2 separate regions of the Mus musculus genome follow, and region 2 is linked to region 1. The links are chromatin contacts, called in public promoter capture Hi-C maps. All regions are on one chromosome and are shown on one strand. Each heading gives the region's core, a stretch centred on a gene start, on an enhancer-like site or on the middle of the called end of the contact. The rest is flanking DNA. Distances are from core to core; before and after follow the strand shown. Region 1 holds the start of Aym1 (activator of yeast meiotic promoters 1). Region 2 holds the start of 1500011B03Rik (RIKEN cDNA 1500011B03 gene).

Region 1 (4,496 bases), core at 951-3,450:
GCACGAGCACACTGTTTAGAAAAGCAGGACAGGCTCAGAATGACAGAAAGACTCACAGGGACCCCTTGGAGGAGCTGACTTTTAAACTGAGCTTTGAAGGCTCTGACGAACCCTTACTGCTGAGTGAGCCACAGGCTCTAAGAACCCGGAAGGGCCGTGGGGACCGTCTAAGCTTCTATGTTACATGAAGGAAAAGGGCTGCACATGTGACTGGTACCACTTTTGTGTTGTTTTGTGAGTTTTATTGTATTGTTTTGTGGTGTGAGCCTGCGCCTGAGGGCAGGGATGGCAGCAGGGTGTGGCAACTCACTATGGTGTAAGTTTGAGAACTCTGGGCGGGGGGGGGGGGGGGGGATGCAGTCCACAGAAGGGGGTCAGGTGCCACTGCCACATGGGAGGGAGACTGGGACAAGCACTGTGGCTGAGGTCCCCTGAGATGCCAAGTGTCTTTGTCTTTCCCAGCAGAGAGAGGCGAGTTCTTTTACTCGAGGGGGGAGGAACCGCTCGCACTAGGGAGGTGAGGCTGGTGTGGGTCCTATGATGCAGGCCTTACTAGGTGCAGTTTGAGCTGAGAGAGTTAGGGTGGGAGCATGAGTATGCAGATGGGCTGGAAGGGGGTGTGGGGGAACGAGAGGGCAGGGCAGCCATGCTTGCTTCCAGACATGGGATGCAGCAGCTTTACAAGGCCCCAGAATGGGGCGTCCCTCTCCCTCCAAGCTCCTCTGCTATGCTTATGATGGCATTGGAGAGGGAGCCCAAGAGCCTGGGCAGGGAGAGGGGAGAGCATGGGGCAGTGGGTCCTGGCATGTCTGGGTCTAGGGTGGTGACTCTCAGACCCAGTCTCAGGAGGTACAGTGGGACAGAATCTCTTCATCCATGTGTGCGCATAGGAATCTCCCATTCTCCTCCCCAGACTTTTCCCCCATGTGTGATGCATACGACGGTGTCTGCTGGTGTCCGACACCAGAGAAACCAACAACAGGGTGTCCTGCCTCTCTTCCTAAAGGGCACTGGGGAAGAGAGTCGAGGCACCTCCCTTCTCTGATGTGGCGGGAAACCTTGGGTCGAGTTTTTTACTCTGGATGGTGGTACAGTGGGGGCCAGGGCTCACAGCCGAGGTCTGGAACTCTGGTTGGAGCTGTCTTCAGAGCTCTATTATGGAGCCCCAGCCCTGGGCAGGAAAGCTCATTAGCAGACGTGATAGATGTGAGCACATGACTGCCGAGTCGTGTCCCGTGTCCCTGTTGAACTGGAACTCCTGCTCCTTCTCCATTAGCAGCGGTGTCTGCATGCTCAGCCATCCCTCTGGACCCTTCTGAATTCTCCCAGGGCTCTGAATGCAGTCTTTTTTATGCAAGGGTCTTGGACACGTCCGGGTGTGTGCGGCGCAAGCCTACAAACTCTCTCACCTCTACCAGAGATAATAAGGTCAGTAAACAGCAAACTGGGCTGTGAGGCGGGCTCACCAGTGGGGAGGCCTGCAGAATTCAGCAGGGATGCAGAGAGGAACCCAGGGTGCTGGGTCGTGGAATGGTATCTAGAAAACACACTAACCAACCACCCATGCAATGTCACTGGGTCCTTGAGATGTCCTGCAAGCTGGAGCAGGGGCAGCTCTGGGATTGCAGCCGGCTAAGGGAAGCCAGGGGGCGGGGTCTGTAAGGATGCTGGGGGCAGCTATCGCTTTTTACAGGTCTTTTATACCCTAGAGCCTGGGCAGGCCATAAGGACAAAGGGTGCCCGGGACACAAGCAGGTAGTTTGGAAGTTTGGTGTAAATTTAGAAGCAACTTCTACCTTCTCTTTCACCTGCGTGCCATTGGGCTTGGCCATGCGTGGCCCACGGTTGGCACAAATATTTGGAATCTGTGAGTAAAGAAGCTGGAAGTGGGCTCAGAAAATGCTGCCCAGGCCCATGTAACAGATGCCGGAGGAAACACATGTGAGCTCACACACACAGGTTGCTGGAGTGAGAGGCTGAAGAGGGTAGGGGTGGGATAAGGGACTGGAGTGCTCAAAGGCTGCAGATCTTCCCTCTGGGCCTTGGGGTGGGGGGTGGGATGGGAGGGAATCTCCCTAAGGGCTCTGAGCTAGAGCAGGACTGGTCCCCTCTTCCCTGCTCCAGCTCCAGAGCTGCCAGCACCGCCCCCTCCCCCTGCAACCCCCCCCCCCCCGGAGCTGTGTGCCCGGCAGAGGGGCAGCTGCTGGCTGAGCAGCTCCTGCGTCCTGCAGAAGCTTTGGGAACAGTGCCTGGGTGTCCTCCTGCCCTCACCCGGAGAAGCCACTGCAGGGGTGGGGGGCAGAGCACTGAGACCAAGACAGAGGACACCACTCAGAAATGCCAGGGCAACTGAACTGTGGACCAGGGTGGGCTGAGAAGGAAATGCTAACCTTGTGAGTCTACACACCCCTCCCTGTCTAGCAATGAAGCCCCGTGCTCTCACAGAACTTTCTGAGGATGCTCTAGTTCCATTATCTCTTAGAGAGAGGAGCACGCGCACTGCACGGGGTCATTCTCCACTGAGCTTGTTGCTGTGCTCAGGTAGTTCAGGGAATAAGTAAATGCTGCTCTCTGCTCTCAGCCGATGCCCCTGGTGGGAAAGAAGTGGGCTTCAAATTTCCACTTCACATCCTCCTGGAGCACGAAGAGTTAATGGAGCACACATCATCCTAAAACATGCCCCCTCCCAATCCCTGCTCTCCCCCCAGCCTGTAGCTGTCAGGGAACTAAAAAAAAAAAAAAAAAAGGTTGGCACACAGCCAATGAGACTCATCTGTGTATTGGCTGTGCCCTGCCCTGCTTGTGCCACTAAATGCCTAAATGTCATTTCCAGTAAATCCTCTTACTTGTACTTCAAGTTTCCATTTCCAGACAAGAGAATCCTGCAATCAGCCCCCGGGCCTGGGGTCTCTCTGGCCTCTCAGGTTTAAGAGTTAGACTCTGTGTGTGTGCTGCCATGGTTCTGTGAACTCTGCTTCAAGAACAGGATGATGCGGAGGCCGATACCCAAATGCCACCTTCCACGCTCAGAAATAACAACTGGTGCACAGGGCCTGCACAGGGTCAAAGCAGATATGTTCATAGCATCTACTGGGGGAACTGAACTCCCCCAATTCCTAACCAAAAAACAAACAAACAAACAAAAAATACCCTTCCAGTCTTTTAAGGGCCTGAAAGGAGTTTCTCCAGTTTCGTCTCACTGGGTATATAAACTACATTTAAGGGTAGGTCCAGTGTCCAGCAGCATGTGGCCACCAGGAAAAGAACTCGATGGCATCCTTGGCAGGGTTTTTTTGGTCTCATATTTTTGTTTGAGATTTGTGTTTTGTGCTCTCTCTCCCCCTCCCTCCCCACACCCCCTCTCTTTTTCCCCTTTGCCTTCCTCCCCTGTGTCCCTCGGTGTGTTACTAGTCTTGTTTGTATATTATGTTTTCTGATTTTGTCTTAATTTTTTTTCCTTTTCATTTGAATTTTTTTTTTCTTTTTTAAATTTGCCGCATTGTTTTATGAAAAGAAAGAGAAAGGAAGTCTGGTGTTGGAAGAGGCGGGAGGATCTGGGAGGAGATGCCTGGAGCAGAAACCACGATCAGAATTTACTGTATAATTTTTCAACTAATAAACATGAGTTGTACTCTGTAGAGAGCCTCGCATGGCACACACTCGTGCTGCCCTTAGTTGTGGGTAGCATCTCACGGGCGTCTCTTGAGTTACTGCAGGACGTGGATGGGGACCCTGTTTGGGAACTCTGGGAAGGGGTGTAAGACTTACCTGCTGACTCCTCACGCTGGTCTGAAACTGGAGCTGTCGCACAGGGAGGCTCCCTGGAGCCCCCTTGCAGGGCTGGCTGCACCTTGGCGACAGCTGTGGGCTGAGTGGTGTTCCTCAAGGAGCCTGGGTTGGAACGGGAAATTGCAGTGAGGCTGAGCCATGGGGGGTCACGTTCGGGTCAGTTCTCTCTGACCGTGTAGCTGTTGTGAATGGATGTTGAGGGTGTGGCTTCCTCCCTGGAGAGGTGGGCTGACGTGAAGGCAGACTGAGCCTGCTCTCTCTTGCCTGGAGGCGCCCTGGGATGACAATACCGGCCAGAACGGTTGCCCTCATCCCTTGATCTCAGACTTTCCCAGACTCTAGAGGTAAGAATAAATGTGTGTCGCCCCCCCCCCAATAAACTCTGCAGTCTTGTGTCACAGTGGGACAGGATGGGCTAAAAGATCAGGGTAAGGAGCCGGTTCTGAGGACATCACAGAGGCGCCCTCGCAGAGCCTGAACTCGGGCCTTTCCCTTTTGAATAGTTTTTCATGGTGTAGCAGCCTACAAGCGGAACAAGCTTATAGTTTTGATAGCTATATTTCAGGGCCATCCTTTGTATCATGAAACAGTAACAGAACATCAGCATCATGGCTCCTTGAACCGCATGCAGCATGTGGCGCCGTTTGTCTGACTTTTTACTTTATGTCTTGAGGAGGCTTTTATCCACCTTGGACTGAAGCCCCAAG
Region 2 (4,496 bases), core at 1,170-3,669, 1.5 Mb after region 1:
TTTAAATGGAGCAAGAGGATTTAAGTCCAGCTGTAGTCATAACTTTAGGAAACTGGGAATTCGAGGCTTTTGTCAACTTGACCAGGCACTTAGTAGTTGGCCTGGGCTATTTGGCGCAGGTAAGACCAAGAAGACCAGGATCCATACTGGAGTTAACACAAGCTCCAGGAAACCTGATACCCATTACCAGCCTCTCTGGACAAACACACACAAGGACGCACATCCTAAAAATCTAAAAAATAAAGGAAGAGAAAAGCTTAAGACCAAGTGTTAGGTCCATAATATCATTTGGATTAATATCTGCCCGGAGCCCAATAAGTCCCTCTATTCTTCATCCTTATATCACCCTCTCCTGCATGGCATATCCAGTAACTGACTGGACTGGTGGTTCCAAAGAGAAACTTAAAAGACAATTTTAGCCCACCCTATGGTCACTGAGCCCCATTCTGCACCGATAAGCTGGGGCAAGCAGAAACCCCCTTAAAAGGATTCCTTTAAGCTTAACTATAGATTACCTTCAAAACTTCACTTCTGATCAAAAGAGGCAGCACTCAGGGTGGCAGGCAAGTCTGCATCTAGAGGGTAAAAGAGACTGTGGCCCCTGCCTTCCCTCCCAAGAAAGAATCACTTGATCAAAGATGTGGGGAGTGTCAAGGGTGATAAGCCCAGCTCCAAAGGGAAATCCGTGAGAACCACCGCCCTGCACTCGCTTGTGTGTGTGTGCGTGTGTGTAATAGACACCGCCCTGAAGTTCCTTCAAGCCCCCACAAACCCCGGATTCAAGTACTGACATCCACCACTTCCTACCGGAGTACCCCTGAGTAACACAACTCTACCTCTGGGCTTCATTTTCCTTTTCTCCAGAACAGGGTTGAAAGGCCTACTTTTCTCATTAGCCCTCTGCGAGGCCCAAAAGAATTCCCATAAACAGCGATGCTATCTAGGAACCCTTGCTGTGTAAGAAATGCTAAAACTTGTCAATTATGAATGGCCATCGCTGAGAACGGATGAGGGATGCAGGATGAGCCCGGTTGCCTAGGCTGAAGCCACAGAGCGAGCAACAGAGGAGCTCACACACCCCCAGGACTCCAGGTTCTCGCTTCAGCAGGTGCGCCAGACAGCACACAGGGGTGCAAGCGCTGGCTCCCAAGCCTAGAACTGACCCCAGGAAAAGCAGCTTCCTGAGGACCAGATGTAGACACTCGACTCGCCAGCAAGAAGGACGCCAAAACAGGATTCTTCTGCATACATTTATTGGGAGAGCTTGATAGTGAAAGCGAAAGACCCCGAGGCCAAAAACCAGTGCTGCTTATATAGGCCTAGGATAGGCATGTCTACACCAGATTGGTTATGCTTTCAGTACCTCATTTACATGCTTCGGGTCAGGCAGTGACTAGGCTAAAAGAAAACTCTACTGCACATGGGCACATTGGTTGTTTACCCATATTCATGGGTAAACATATTCATAAACAAAATCACTCCCACCCATTCCTTAAAGTGAGAAAATGCAGAGGTAAGCCAAGAGGTAAAGCCTCCAAGGGTCACTAGTTCCACTCTGGTTCAATTAAGGTTCAGGATCTGTATCTGCAGCTCCGTGTGCAACCTGTCCAGCTCCTGCGACCAGTTCCCCTTCAGATAATTCGATAAATCTGTACGTTTAATAAAAGAATATTAACATACCTAATGGGAGTAATGCACATATGCAGGGTTGATGCCACACAACTCATTTGTAGGACATCCATCATCTGTTCCATGTTATGTTGTAAAACATCCACTCTTTGATTCACTAACAATAACCCTGAGGCGATATGAGAATCACCACTTGTAGAGGCCCAACTCGCCAGCAAGAAGAACAACACAACAGGATTCTTCTGCACACATTTATTGGGAGAGCTTGATAGTAAAAGCGAAAGACCCCAGGCCAAAAACCAGTGCTGCTTATATAGGCCTAGGATAGGCGTGTCTACACCAGATTGGTTATGCTTTCAGTACCTCATTTACATGCCTCAGGCCAGGCAGTGACTTGGCTGAAAGAAAACTCTACTGCACATGGGCACATTGTTTACCCATATTCATAGGTGTCGGCTTATTGAAATCAGCGCCATCTTGTAATGGCGTTTATTGGCTTCCCACAACCAGAGGCTAGGCCGGCCTGCGCCCCGCACAAGCTCCCCACGCCCGGATCCGGCTGCAAACGCGCACCCTCCCCACCGCACCGCTTACCCAGGCTCTGCCTCCGCAACACCGCGTAGGGCTGGCTTTGCTCCGGCGGCACCCCCGGGCTCGGGGCCTCGGCTCGCCCTAGCAGGAGGCTGCAGAGCATGGGCAACAGCCGCATCCATCCTGAGCGCAGCATCACTGAAACCCGCACTGCACGGAGCGCGGGGACGCCGCTTCCGCCTTAAGCCCCGCCCCTAGACGTTGCCGTTTTTCCGAGGTCCGCCCACTCCGCTCGCGCAGTTGCCACGGAAACAGGGCGGGTGGGGGGGCGAGGGGAGGAGCCATCCCGACCAACTTCGGGGGTGGGGTGGTGAATTATGGTTCTGCGCAGAGGGTTCCAAAGCTGTGGCAAGCGCTCGCGTCGGGCTTCCCCGTGGAAGGCTTTGCTTTACACATTCATACATTCATACATTTTCGTATTAGTCAATGCAGTCCGAAGAAAGAGACACCGTAATCTCATTTTTGAAAACTGTAAGTTATTTTAAACAATATTTTCTTAAATGCTTTATTTATTATTATATATAAGCACACTGTAGCCATCTTCAGACACACCAGAAGACGGCGTCAGAAATCACTACAGATGGTTGTGAGCCACCATGTGGTTGCTGGGATTTGAACTCAGGTCCTACAGAAGAGCAGTCAGTGCTCTTACCTGCTGAGCCATCTCTCCAGCCTGAAAAGTGTAAGTTTTATGTATGTATTTTGCTTCCTTTTGAGAAAGGGTTTCTCTGTGTAGCCCTGCCTGTTGGAACTCACTCTGTAGACCGGGCTGACCCAGAACTCAGAAATCCTGCCTGCCTCTGCCTCTCAAGTGCCCCAAATTCATACAGATCTGCCTGCCTCTGCCTCCCGAGTGCTGGGATTAAAGGCATGCACTAACATGCCTAGCCTATACAATCATTTTTAAGGTTTAGTTTATGTACATGAGTGCTTTGCTTGCATGTGTGTGTGCACTGCATGGGTGCCTGGAGCTGGTGAAGGCTAGAAGTAGTGTGTGTTCCTCTGGAACGGGAGTTACAGATAATTGTGAACCTCCGTGTAAGTGCTGGGAACTGAACCCAGGTCCTCTGGAAGAGCAGTAAATGCTCTTAACCGCTGACCATCTCGTAGCCCCTTTTATACAATCTTAAAATCATACTGGCTGATCTCACTCTTGCTATGATGGTGACATAACGTAAAATTAATCATTTTAGCTACTTTTTTTTTTTTTTAGTTTTATAGCAAGACAGGGTTTCTCTATATGGCTCTGGCTGTCCTGGAACTCACTTTGTAGACCAGGCTGGCCTTGAACTCAGAAATCCTTAGCTACTTTTTAATACAATTCAGCTGTATTAGGCTAAATATAAACCAACACATATAGACCATTTCCAGAACCTTCTCATCATCTCAAACAGAAACTCCAAGCCCATTAGACCATAACACAACTATCTCCCCTGTCCCCATCACCTAGTGACCCATTTTATTTCTGGCCCCTGCATACTTATCTATTCCATATCAATAGGTCATTATCATATAAGTGGGATGTACATTTGCCTATTTGGGTTTTTTTGGTTTGGTTTGGTTTGGTTTTGGTTTTTCAAGACAAGGTTTCTCTGTGTAGCCCTTGGTTGTCCTGGAACTCACTCTGTAGACCAGACTGGCCTCGAACTCAGAAATCCACCTGCCTCTGCCTCCCGAATGCTGGGATTAAAGGCGTGTGCCACCACGCCCGGCTCTGCCTATTTGTTGAATAACTATTTTCGTGTTTTCTAAGCTAAACGGCATTGAAGATTGAGTAGACACAGAAGCAGATGAGACTATAATGTCACCAAAATCTTGGCATCCGGATTGGCCTCTTCAGGAGCTACATATTCACCTTCCGGAGGTTGGAACTTTATCTCAGATGAAGAGGTGCAAGATGGGTCGAGTGTGTAGGACCAGAAGGCAAATAGGAGAATTAAAGCCATCTGTGGCTAACGTAGCCATGAAATTATGGCGAGTGATTTGTTGCAGCAATGGAAAATACAGATTAACATTCCTTTCATCTCAGAAACAATCCAGAAAATAAACACTTCTGAGAATAATACTAGAAGGTATTTTCAAGTACAGCCATAATGTCATATATAAGCAGGACACAACAGCTGTTGGACTTTCAAAGACACCAACTGCCTTAACTTTAAAATGGTTACATGACAAACGTGCATGGGTGGAACATTGGCCTTTGATATCAGAACACTTAGAGGCACTAGGACAGCTGCTGCAGAAGCAGCAAAACGTTCAACACAGGGGACAACCAA

Evidence for each region. Promoter capture Hi-C pulls out the DNA fragments that hold promoters and counts their contacts.
Region 2: a promoter capture Hi-C map of embryonic stem cells shows a contact between it and region 1, with 128 times the contacts expected there. The contact joins the promoter of 1500011B03Rik here to the promoter of Aym1 in region 1. A contact is called at or near these places in 1 of 39 promoter capture datasets (embryonic stem cells), 6 of 484 Hi-C or Micro-C datasets (the G1E-ER4 cell line, embryonic stem cells and myocytes), 4 of 115 datasets of contacts at active chromatin or transcription factors (embryonic stem cells and stem cell-derived neural progenitor cells) and 1 of 9 other capture datasets (embryonic stem cells).

Annotation. Positions count from the first base shown.
Region 1 is chr5:113,355,094-113,359,589 of GRCm38.p6, forward strand. Aym1 (activator of yeast meiotic promoters 1) reads left to right here and starts at 2,201. Exons shown (of 1, transcript NM_001012726.2): 1 at 2,201-2,728. The coding sequence starts at 2,424. The coding sequence ends at 2,561. It also overlaps 1700016C19Rik.
Region 2 is chr5:114,811,557-114,816,052 of GRCm38.p6, forward strand. It overlaps 1500011B03Rik (RIKEN cDNA 1500011B03 gene), which reads right to left and starts at 2,420. Exons shown (of 2, transcript NR_027817.1): 1 at 2,224-2,420.